Regions from separate parts of the Pan troglodytes genome. Here region 1 is linked to region 2. A link is a contact called in public HiChIP or PLAC-seq data. All regions are on one chromosome and are shown on one strand. Each heading gives the region's core, a stretch centred on a gene start, on an enhancer-like site or on the middle of the called end of the contact. The rest is flanking DNA. Distances are from core to core; before and after follow the strand shown.

What was found. HiChIP or PLAC-seq counts read pairs in DNA pulled down with a chosen protein or histone mark.
Region 1: an H3K4me3 HiChIP or PLAC-seq map of stem cell-derived excitatory neurons shows a contact between it and region 2, with 10 times the contacts expected there. The contact joins the promoter of SPR here to the promoter of SFXN5 in region 2. A contact is called at or near these places in 1 of 7 Hi-C or Micro-C datasets (stem cell-derived neural progenitor cells) and 1 of 1 datasets of contacts at active chromatin or transcription factors (stem cell-derived excitatory neurons).

What each region holds. Positions count from the first base shown.
Region 1 is chr12:49,859,266-49,864,854 of NHGRI_mPanTro3-v2.0_pri, forward strand. SPR (sepiapterin reductase) reads right to left here and starts at 1,326. Exons shown (of 3, transcript XM_016948761.2): 1 at 844-1,326; 2 at 1-265. The coding sequence starts at 1,147.
Region 2 is chr12:49,672,368-49,678,066 of NHGRI_mPanTro3-v2.0_pri, forward strand. It overlaps SFXN5 (sideroflexin 5), which reads left to right and starts at 3,701. Exons shown (of 15, transcript XR_010149103.1): 1 at 3,701-3,861. It overlaps RAB11FIP5 (RAB11 family interacting protein 5), which reads left to right. Exons shown (of 6, transcript XM_016948762.4): 6 at 1-2,143. The coding sequence ends at 10.

The DNA.
Region 1 (5,589 bases), core at 76-2,575, 180 kb after region 2:
TTAGGTTCCTCCAGCGCCAGGACCTGGAACAGCATATCACGAGCAGCCTTTCCTGCACAGTACAGCGCCCAGCCTTTGAAAGGTTGCAGGGCACAGAGGGACGAGATGTTAACCACGGTTCTGTTGAGGCCAGGACTGGCCGGGAAGGCCTTCAGGACGCTGGAAGTCAGGCAGAGCATGGAGGTCAAGTTCAGCGCCCAGTAGTTGTTCACTTGAGTGGAGTCACTCAGGTCCACGAAGCCTTTGGACACATCCCCAAGAGAGCCTGAAAAACCAACCCTTAGGAGTAACTCAGTGCAGGCGGGGCTTTCTTCTTCCCCAGCCCTCCCAAGTTCCTCCAGATATCCTCTTTCCATGCAGACCTAGAGGAGGAAGCTGCCTAGCGCTTCTGAAGAGGCTTCTCTCTTCCCCAGCTCTGCGGAAAGACACAGCTGGGGAACCCAGCCATTCCAAGCTGCAGAATGAGAAGGCACCTGCCTTGCCGTGGGGCTGAAGGAAAGCTCTAGGGGTCCTTTGGAGAAGCAGAGAGTTTACTTGTTTGGAGACTCCAAGCCCTGACTCAGGCCTCCGCCAGAGGGCGCAGAGCAAGGGGCTCGGGAAAGTTCTACAGGCGCTTTGGAAAACCCGGCTGGCCAATCTTCCAGGAAGTGGGGGCAGCCTGTTGTCCCGACGGCACCGAGCCTTCCTGTACACCTCGCCTCCACTTGCTACTCAAGCTGGAACAACTAGGGCTTTAGATTTCTAGGCGTCCTATCTGACCCCCTAGGAGTAGCCCTTAAATTCCCCAGCGGTGGAGGAAGTGGGCGCTCACATGGGGAGTCCGCTCCAGCCCCGGGGTCTTACCCGCGTTGTTGATAAGCAGCAGTCGCTGCAGCCCCTTGGGCCGGGGGAGCTCGCGCAGGGCGCCGAGCAGCTGCTGCAAGCCGGCCTCGGCGCCCAGGTCGGCGGGCACCCGCACCACGCACAGGCCAGACCGCTCGGCGCCCAGCTCGGCCTCCAGTTGCCGCAGCGCCTCGTCGTTGCGGGCGCTAAGGACAAGCACGGAGCCGGGCGACAGCAGCGAGGCCAGGAGCGGGGCCAGCGTCCGGCCGAAGCCGCGGGAGGCCCCGGTCAGCAAGCACACAGCACGCCCCAGCCCGCCCTCCATGCTCCTGTTCTCCGCCGGCGGCGCTGGCACCCGAGACCAGGCAGGAGGCGGTGCGGCCGCGGGGGGCGGGACCGCTACGGGTGTCGGCGGGGCCGCCCTGCCGGGGCGGGGCGGGAACCTCAGGCTTCGGGCCGCGAGCGCCCAGGGGTGCTGGTTCCCTTGGGATCTGGTTCCCTTGGTTGCTGGTGGCGGAAGTCAAACCGTGGGCGGTAGCCCAGTCCGTGCCAAGTGGGACAACAGAGAGGGCCGGCAGGCGCGGCCCACACGGAAAGCCCTAGCCCGGTTCCCAGCGCTGCCGTGTTCTTCGCCCGCAAGCTCAGCCTCTGGCTGGGACGCATGCTCGAATTTCCTCCCAGTTCCAGCCCTAACTTCTTTGCACTACTGACCTCTTCCAGGGCAGGCCCTGCACTGGGTGCTGGGCGTCCCTGGTCGTGGCCAGTGAACACCCTGAATGAAGCTTATGCCTGTTTAGGAATTGAAGTCTCTGCTTGTTTGGGAGCTCACCGCTCTCTGGATGACAGGAGCTTCCTCTGGGAGAACCACAGTGGCTCCAAATGATATTAAAACCTTTCCCTTTTACTAGGCTCTGAGCAGCTCCGTGATCCCACCAGTAACCCCTGCTTCTCTGAGATTTCTGACTCCTGTCCCTAAAAGGACAGGATAAGATACCACTTCATATCCATTAAGATGGCTAAAATAAAACAGACAGATAATAAATATTGGCAGGTCATATGATTTGGCTGTGTCCCCATCCAAATCTCATCTTGAATTATATTTCCCATGTGTTACAATTCCCATGTGTCATGGGAGAGACCCAGTGGAAGGTTAATTGAATCATGGGGGCGGGTCTTTCCCATACTCTTCTCATGATAGTGAATAAGTCTCATGAGATCTGATGGTTTTATAAGTGAGAGTTCCCCTACACAAGCTCTCTCTTGCCTGCTGCCATGTAAGATGCGCCTTTCACCCTTCACCTACCACTATGATTGTAAGGCCTCCCCAGACATTAATGGAACTGTGTTAATTAATGGAATGGAATTAACTGTGTTAATTAATGGAATCCACAGATTAATGGAACTGTGATTCCATTAATCCTCTTTTTCTTTATAAATTACCCAGCCCCAGGTATGTCTTTATCAGCAATGGGCAAATGGACTAATACAGTAAATTGATACTGAGAGTGGGGTACTGCTGTAATGATACCTTAAAATGTGGAAGTGACTTTGGAACCGGGTAACAGGCAGAGGTTGGAACAGTTTGGAGGGCTCAGAATATAAGAAAGTGTGGGAAGGTTTGGAACTTCCTAGAGGCTTGTTGAATGGCTTTGATCAAAATGTTGATAGTGATATGGACAATAAGGTCCAGGCTGAGGTGGTCTCAGATGGAGATGAGAAACTTGTTGGGATTCACAGGATTCAAGTAGACATGTCTTTAGAGGTTGGGGAGGGGAGACACACAACTCAATCAACTAGGTGTGTGATAGAGAAGCAGGGCTTTCTCATTAAGAAATTTGCTAGATTATTGAGCCCCCAATCTTGGCTTTTCACCAAATTTGAAAAGCTGATTTTTGAGAGATACACACAAAGGAAGCACCAAACACATTTCAATGGATACATTTATGAAGACACTGTTTCTGTCATCCCAGTCATCACTTTAATGGCATGGAAGTTACTGGAGTGAGTAAAGCTTTTTGAAAAGCTTGGGAACAATAAGACTTCATGTAGCTCATGGGCTTTCTGGACACATTTGAGTAAAGGGAAAAGGACTGGGAAGGATAAGCACACAGGGAACAAAGGATGGCAATGAAGTGATCCTGGGCAGGGTTAGGAAAGCAGGCTTTCGTCCCTGCAGCGGCACTCCAACTTCAGGAGGTCCATGCTGGACAGCTCCCGCCTTTTACTAGTAGGTTGAAAGAAAGGAAAAGACAGCCAGGGTCCCTCTGCTTTCCTCTCTGCCAAGACTGAGCTTTTCATTACCCTCCCAAACTCATCTTTTCTTTATTGCTTCCTTTGTTCTGGGATTTCTCAATAATCTGTCACCTGGTGACAGCTGCTTTATGCGTATTCTTTAGTTTCATTCATTCATTTATTTATGCATTCATTCAATAACTATTTATTCTATTTATTGAGTGCCTACCAAGTACCAGGCTTTGAAGAGACCACATTCATGCTACTTATAGGTGCTGGAGATACATTAGTTTGCAAAATAGGCAAAAATTCCTGTCTTCCTCAAGCTTACATTCTTGGAGAGAGAAACAGACCAAAAATAAAAAAAATAAAGTAAAACCTGTAGTATGTTGGATGCAGCTATGGTTTGAATGTGTGCCCCAAAGTTCATGTGTTGGAAATTTTTTTTTGAAACAGGGTCTCACTCTGTCACCCAAGCTGGAGTGCAGTGGTGCGATCTAGGTGCATTGCAACCTCCACCTCTCAGGCTCAAGAGATCCTCCCATCTCAGCCTCCTAAGTATCTGGGACTACAGGTCCATGTCACCATGCTCAGCTAATTTTTAATTTTTTTGTAGAGATGAGGTCTCACTATATTGCCCAGTCTGATCTCAAACTCCTGGACTCAAGCAGTCCTCCCACCTGGGCCTCCCAAATTGCTGGGATTACAGGTGTGAGCCATGGCACCCAGCCATGTGGTGGAAACTTAATCCGTAATGGAACAGTGTTGGGAGGTAGAGCATAATAAGTGATTAGGCCAGGCGGGCTCTGCCCTTGTGAATGGATTAATGTCATTGTCACAGGAGTGAGTTATTATTGCAGGAGTGGGCTTGTTAGAAAAGTGAGTTTGGGCTGGGCACTGGCTCATGCCTGTAATCCCAGCATTTTGAGAGGCCAAAGCAGGTGGGTAGCCTGAGCTCAGGAGTTTGAGACCAGCCTGGGAAACCCGGGGAAACCCCATCTCTACTAAAAATATAAAAAATTAGCTGGGCGTGGTGGTGCATGCCTGTAGTCCCAGCTACTCTGGTGGCTGAGGCATAAGAAGTGCTTGAATTCAGGAGGCAGAGGTTGCAGTGAGCTGAGATCGCACCACTGCATTCCCATCTGGGTGACAGAGTGAGATTCTATCTCAAAAAAAAAAGTTTGGCTCTCTCTTGCTCTTTCAATCTCACACATGCTCTCTTGCCCTTCTGCCTGCTGCCATGGAATGGTGCAGCATGAAGGCTCTCACCAGATTCTTGTGCCATGCTCTTGGGCTTCTCACCCTTCATAACTATGAGCCTAATAAACTTCTATTGTTCATAAATTACCCATCTCAGGTCTTCTGTTGTAGCAGCATAAAATAGACTAATACACATGATGATAAGTTTCAAAGGAAAATAAAACAAGGTTGGTAATTATGTAGTACTGAGGTGGAGAGTGCTTGCAATTTAATACTGGGTGATCAGAGAATGCCACATTGAAAGCATAGTATCTGAGAAGACAGCAGTAGGAGGTGGGAGAGTGACCCATGCAGCTATCCAGAGGAAGACTATTTCAGGCAGAGAAAACAAAGCACAAAGGCTTCTAAGTGGGAGGGTGCCTGGGTTGTCTGAAGAACAGGAAAAGAGCAGGGTTGTCTTAGTAGTATTAGCAAGGCAGAGAGAATTTAGATCAGAGAAGTCATGGAATGCCATATTTGTACAGGGCCTTACAGGTGGTTGTAAAACTTTTCCTTTTATTAGGAGAGAGATGGGAAAGCACTGGAGGGATCTGAGCATAAGGAATCTGCTTAGACTCAGAATCATTCCTGCTTCAGTTTTGAGAATAAACCATAGACTCTAGGAAGGAGCAGGGAGACTATCTAGGAGGTTGTTTCTATATTACAGATGAGAGATTCCAGAGATGTGATTCATTTGGGGATACATTTTGAAGATGAAGGCAAAAGGATTTGCTGAAGACATGGGGATGGCGTATACAAAAAAGGGAATAATTGGTGATGACTCCACAGTTTGGGGCCTTCGCACTGGGAGGATAAAAATTGCCATTTTCTGAGGTGGGGAAGACTGCAGAAGGAGCAGGGTTCTTTGGAGGAGATTAAAGTTCAGTTTTGGGGCTGGGTGCAGTGGCTCACGCCTGTAATCCCAGCACTTTGGGAGGCCAAGGCGGGCAGATCACTTGAGGCCAGGAGTTTAAGACCAGCCTGGCCAACATGGTGAAACCCCATCTCTACCAAAAAATACAAAAATTAGCTGGGTGTGGTGGTGCATGTCTGTAGTCCCAGATGCTTGGGAGACTGAGCCAGGAGAATCGCTTGAACCCAGGAGGCAGAGGTTGCGGTGACCCAAGATCACGCCACTGCATTCTAGCCTGTGTGACATAGCAAGACTTCATCTAAAAAAAAAAAAAAATTAGTTTTGGTTGTGTTAACTTGAGATGCCCACTGGATATCAAAGAGGAGATATCAGTAGACATATATGTAAGTTTGGAGTAAAAAGGGGAAGTCTGGACTGTTGAT
Region 2 (5,699 bases), core at 2,451-4,950:
CCCCAAATAGCCTTCCTCACCCTACCCCCAGGAGGGTTGGCATGGACCTACTGCTGCCTGCCCTCTCTCCTCCTGAACTCTCTCATCTGCAGTGGGGCATCGTCTGTCTTGCCTTGTCACTCCTTGCTCCTCTCCCTCCTGCCTCAACTGCGGCTGCTGGAAGGGGGCCCTCTGGATTCCCTTTGGAGGCATCAGGTTCTGTGCACAACTTGTGTGTCTTTGGGAGCCCTGGGTCTTTCCCACCTGCCTGTTTTCATACCCCTCAGCTTTGGGGGCCCCAGGGAATTGGAACTCTTCCCCCAAGACAGAGCAGGGGTGAACTGTAGCTTGATGCAGTAATCTGGGACAAGACTGGTTGCTAGCACATACTTTATTATCCCCCAAGGATGGTCAGCCATTTCTTCCCACAGCCAAAGCCCCATCCCCTTCATTTCCCTTCAGCCCCTGGAGGGGCTTCTAGTATTACTGGGACAACGACCACGCTGCCTGTTTGTGAGTTACGGGCAACCAGCCTCTTCAGCCTCACACCCATTCCCCTGAGAGCAAGAAGCCTGTGTGGTCTGGGCCAGTCTCTGCCATGTCCTGAGTCTGCTTCAGTCTGGAGCTGTTTGTGGGGCGAGTGCCGTGTGGACAGAGGTGGATGATGTGTGTGCTTCAGGCTGCTCCCTGCCCCCTCTGACCTTTCCACGAGTGTCACATGGGAATGTGTGGGGCGCAGGGGCGGGTGCGGAGAGAGCACCTTTTTGCTTTTTGAGCTCTTGACCACCTCCAATGTGTAGGTCCCTCCAGGCTGGGGCTTGGGACTGCTTATGATTTGGGGATCAAGCCTCCATGTCTATTCTTGTTGCCTGTCCAGATGCCAAAACTCTGTTGCTGCAGGGTTTGAACTTTTGGAAACCAATTAAAATGTGCCTTTTGTGGGCGGGGTCAAGAGCCCCTGGATGTCGACCTCTCCCGCTGTGTGGCGTCCCCCTCCCACCTGTTGAATACATAGGGTTGGCTCTCTCAGGGCCCTGGGAATGGGAATGGGCAGCCCTGCTGTGGGCTGTTCCCCTCCCCTAGAGTTAATCTCTTGGTCTGGCCAAGTTGCTGCTCCCTCAACCTTCCTGCTGTCTTCCCCTCCCTCAACCCCAATAGGAGGATCCCAGGATAAACACTGCTGGGCAGGTGGGCAGGCAGGCCTGGGGCTGCCCTGCTCACTCTCATTGTCTGGCCTCAGGACTTAGCCATACTAGACCAGTCAGCTTGCCTGGAAGAGGGAGGTCCCACTATGCCTTTGGGAGACACCTATACTTAGGAAAAAGCCTTTGTTGTCCTCCCATCCATCCACTAAGCTGTTATCTCAGCCTGTCCCTTCTGCCCCAGGGGCTTGCCTGGCTTGGCTGCAGTGCACTTTGAAATGAAGTATCTGTCCTTTGGCCCAGCCCCTGGTTTGCTTGTAGAAAACATGGTAGGCTTCCCCAAGGCATCTGCAGGGAACTTTGGCAGCTTGGGGCACCCTGAATTAGCAAAAATGGGGGGTGATGAGGTGCTGAAGGAGGATACTTAACAGCTTAGTGAGGAGGCAAGAGCTCCTCTGGGACCACCACTTCTTCAGGAGAGGGCCTGTGGGCTTGCTTTTGGAAGGCCTCAGGCAGACATGTGCCCTCTCGGTGATGTCTGTCTGCTGCCAGGATGGAGCAGAGGAGCGCCACACATGGAGGAAAGCCCCTGTAACGTTACCTACCTTAAACTCCACTCATCAAAGCTGAGAAAAGTATCCACTGGTCCCCAGGGTTTCAGTCATGCTTTTGGGGGTCATTGGGTATTAGAGAAGTAAGTATCTTTTCTGAGAGAGGGGGAGTCACCCCCACTACTGGGGATTCCTCTGGGCTTTATTCACTCCCAGCCCTGGCCCTGACCTTTGTGGGCCTCCCTAATGCCCAGGGCATGGATGGCTTCAGAGGAGTTTTTGAATCGAAGCCCGGGCTCCTTGTTGATGTTTCTTCTCCTAGCCACACTTGGAGGAAAGCTGCAGGTGGGTTGGGCAGGGAGCAGGCATGGTTCTGCTTTGCTGTTTGTCTTCCTAGTTAAGGCTCTTTATAAAGAGCTTGTTCTTCATGTTTTAAGCACTTTATGAAGAATAAAACATTCATGTACTGCAGGTGGCTCTGTTGTGTTCCTGTTTTGGAATGAACAGTTACAGGAGGCTGCTGTGGGAGAAAGCACCTTAAATCAAGGTGATGGGATTCTTGGATGACACTGTCCCTGCCCTAAGGGGGCAGCAGCACAGTGTTGCCCAGCAGCCTGAACTTAGTCTTTTCTGACTCCCAGGATACCCACATTTATTGCGCACCTAAGATGGGCCCATTTATTGGTAATACAGAGGGTAAGAAATGGATTCCTATTCTCAAGTTGCATGGTCTAGCAGGGGAAGATAAGATACAAATCCAAGATACAAATTGTTCTTCGTGGCTAGCTAGAATCTCCCCCTAGCTTTATGAAAAGTGTTTCTTGTGGTTCAACTACTAGAGGATGAAAAACTTTGACTGCTACAGCTCATGTAGTGTCCAGAAACACTGGCAGACATGAGCCAACCCTGCACTCCACCACGAGACTAATGAGACCCAAAGTGGGGTTCCCTAGAAGACCAAATATTTCTACTGTCATCTTGGGCAAAACAGGCAGCTCCCGAAGTCTGGCTCACTGACCAGGTAATTCAGCTGGGAATCTTCAGCTAATCCATTCTACAACTGTATGTGTTTATTATCCATACTGATGCTTACTCCACAATCTGTAATACTCCCCCTTACCTAACACCCTCCCCACCCACCCTAGTCCCAAGTTCTCCTCCTGCCCAGGAATTAGGCCCAGGAGGGATCTTCCTTGGTTGGCCAGACAAGGTGAAAGCTGCCAGGGCTCTTAATCCCCCACTGATGAACTCACAGCCAACACTTATTTGAGTCTCTACTGTGAGCCCTTTTATGTCTGGCTCTGAAAACTGAAGTGAATCAAAAAGTCATAGCCCCTGCCCTGTGAACTTTACAGTAAGAAAGACTGTCCAGAACAGTAAGTAGTTGTGAGTGCAAAAGAGAAGTGCTGGGTGCCACGGAGCCTCTGTGGGATTTTGTGCAAGCAGAGTGATGGACTGGGAAATGCAATGTTTAGGCTAAAGCCAGAAAGCCAGCATCAGGCGAAGATTTAGTCTTCTGGGCACAGAATGTTCAGGGGTCGGGAGGCGGGCAGGCCCCAGCATGCTCCAGGAACTGAGTGTCAGGGCAGCCGGAGAGCACAGGACGAGTGGGCAGGGTGGCGACGGAGGAAAGTACGAGAAGGTCCGCAGTGCAACTCCTTGGAGAAAGCCTTCCGAGGTTAACCCTACTCCGCCTGGAGTCTTTGCCCATCTGGTCCCAGGTTCCCCCTTGAATGGGACCCTTCTGCGCTGCCTGGCCCCAGGAGCGACGCCCACGGCAACAACTCTAACTTCTGGGGGCAACTAAGCAGCGAGGGGTGGCCCGTGGTCGTCGTACAGGAACACCTTTCCTGGACTGCCGACCTTGCACCTTGCAACGCGGACAGCGGGCACCGAGACCTCTCCGGACGGCCGCGACTCTCCGCAGTCTACGGTTGTAAGCGCCGCGACGCGAAAAACTACACTCCCCACAACGCCTTGCGCCTCCCGCTCGCTGCGGTTGATTAGGGCCAATCGGGAGAGGCAGCTGTGGCGGGGGCCGAGGAGGGACATTTTAAAAGGGCCGGAGATTGCGGGCGTCAGTGGCCATGGCGGATACAGCGACTACAGCATCGGCGGCGGCGGCTAGTGCCGCTAGCGCCTCGAGCGATGCACCTCCTTTCCAACTGGGCAAACCCCGCTTCCAGCAGGTGAGGTCCGGGCTGTGGTCTGCGGGCCGGCGGGTGGCAAAGAGAGGACGAGCAAACTCCCCTCCAAAGTCCCCTTCCGCCCAAGGGTCTCCCACCCGCGGCCAGCGGAGCCTGCAGCTAGCGCCGGGGGGGGGGGGGGGCCTCGGTCACAGCCACCCTTTTCCCATTGGTCAGCGGGGCGGGCGCGGACTCCCATCTTGGCTTCCTATTGGCCCTTGGCGCCGTCACTCCCCGACTGCCCGCGCCCTCTAGCCTTTCCCGCCCGCGGCGCCCTGTGATTGGCCACCGCCGGCTGCGGGCAAGGTCCCGAGCGCACGGCTTCGAGCGGCTGCTCAGGGTTGCTCCGGGTTGTGCAGCTGCCCGCCCCGGACTCAAAGTTCTAGTCTGGCCCTGGATGGGAAGTTGGCGTGGCCGGGATGCCTTCTAACTTTTTCCCCCGGTGGGGACTGACGTTCCTTTCGAGCTGCTGGCGGTGCCGCCGGGCAGCGTCGCGCCCCGCGGTCACTCCCCAGCCCTGGCCCCCAAGCCGGGCCCGGCGCGCGCAGCAGGTTGAGGGGGCGAGTGCCGAGGCGAGCGGCGGTCCGGCGTCCCCGGTCCCTGCTCTCCATCTCGGGCTGAGGATTCGCTGACGCAGCAAGCCGGCCGATGCCCTGAGGGGACGCAGCCAGGGCGAGCGGGGGAAACGCTGTGTCATCCCCTGGGGCCGTCGTCCCTCCGAGGGGCTGCCGCCCGGGAACCCCCCCAGCCTCTTCCTCGCTGTGTCCTCCGCGGAGGGTCTCCCGCGCCCGGGTCCCCGCGCCGCCGGGTACTGGCTCTGGGCACACCCGCTCAGGCTCTTCGGGGCACGGCGACAGGGGTCCTTTCCCTCCGGGACCTCCTTTGGGGCGTCGCCGACTCGGCCCTAGACTGCGGAGGCGGGGGTGGAACGCGGAGCCCGGGCGCCTTGTTGGGCCCGGAGACCGGAGCCGGGGAGGGGCCGCTCCCGCGCCGCAGACCCTCGGGCTCCCGCGCCTCCCGCACCAAGGAGACGGAATTTATTAGGAAACAGGCAGAGAGACCGCTGAAGTGAACCGGGGCTTGCCAGGGGTGGGCGGCAGCCGAGGCGGCCAGAAAAGAACTTTGAAGGAAGAAAGGAAATTGTGCTAAGGTCGGTGCGGTGGCTTTTTTCTTCTTTTTTTGTTGTTGTGGTGGAAGGGGGACTGGTTCCAGCAAGGGGGTGCCCCGAGCTTTGCTGATAATTAGGGAACTTGGCTCCTGAGCCGTCTGAAAAAAATGTCCCCAGTGTTTCTTAACAGGACTTTAATTCCTTTTAAAAGTAGGCCATCTCAGCATGTAGGTATCCGAGGTGAGACTGGCATCTTCCTTCCAGTGTAGGAGGCCATCTGGGGCGAGAGTGTCGGGGTGTCCCTGCCTGGACTTGAGTGACCTTATTACATTGCCTGTCCCCGCTCCCACCCCCATTCTGCTCATTCTTAAAGGCTCAGACGGGCCTGCCTCTCTGGCAAACACTTGCTCCCTTCTTCTCTGGTCCCATCAGATCGCAGGCTTCCTCCTGCACACCTCTTTGGCCACCTGAGTCAGATCCTCATAGCTCTCCATACAGTCTGCCCTGTGGTCTTCTAAATGTTTGCTGTGTGACGACTTGGTTTCCTCAGACCCCCTGTAGGCCTTTTGCAAGAAGGGGCTGAACTTGCCCTTCTCTGCCTCTGTCTTACCCTGATGGAGACAGGTTAGGCATATAGTAATGTGCCGAGTAAAAGATTTGTGTTTCCTTTTTTTTTTTTCCTTTTTCTTTTTGTCCTGGTGTCTGTTATCTGTATGTGGCACTAGGGACATTC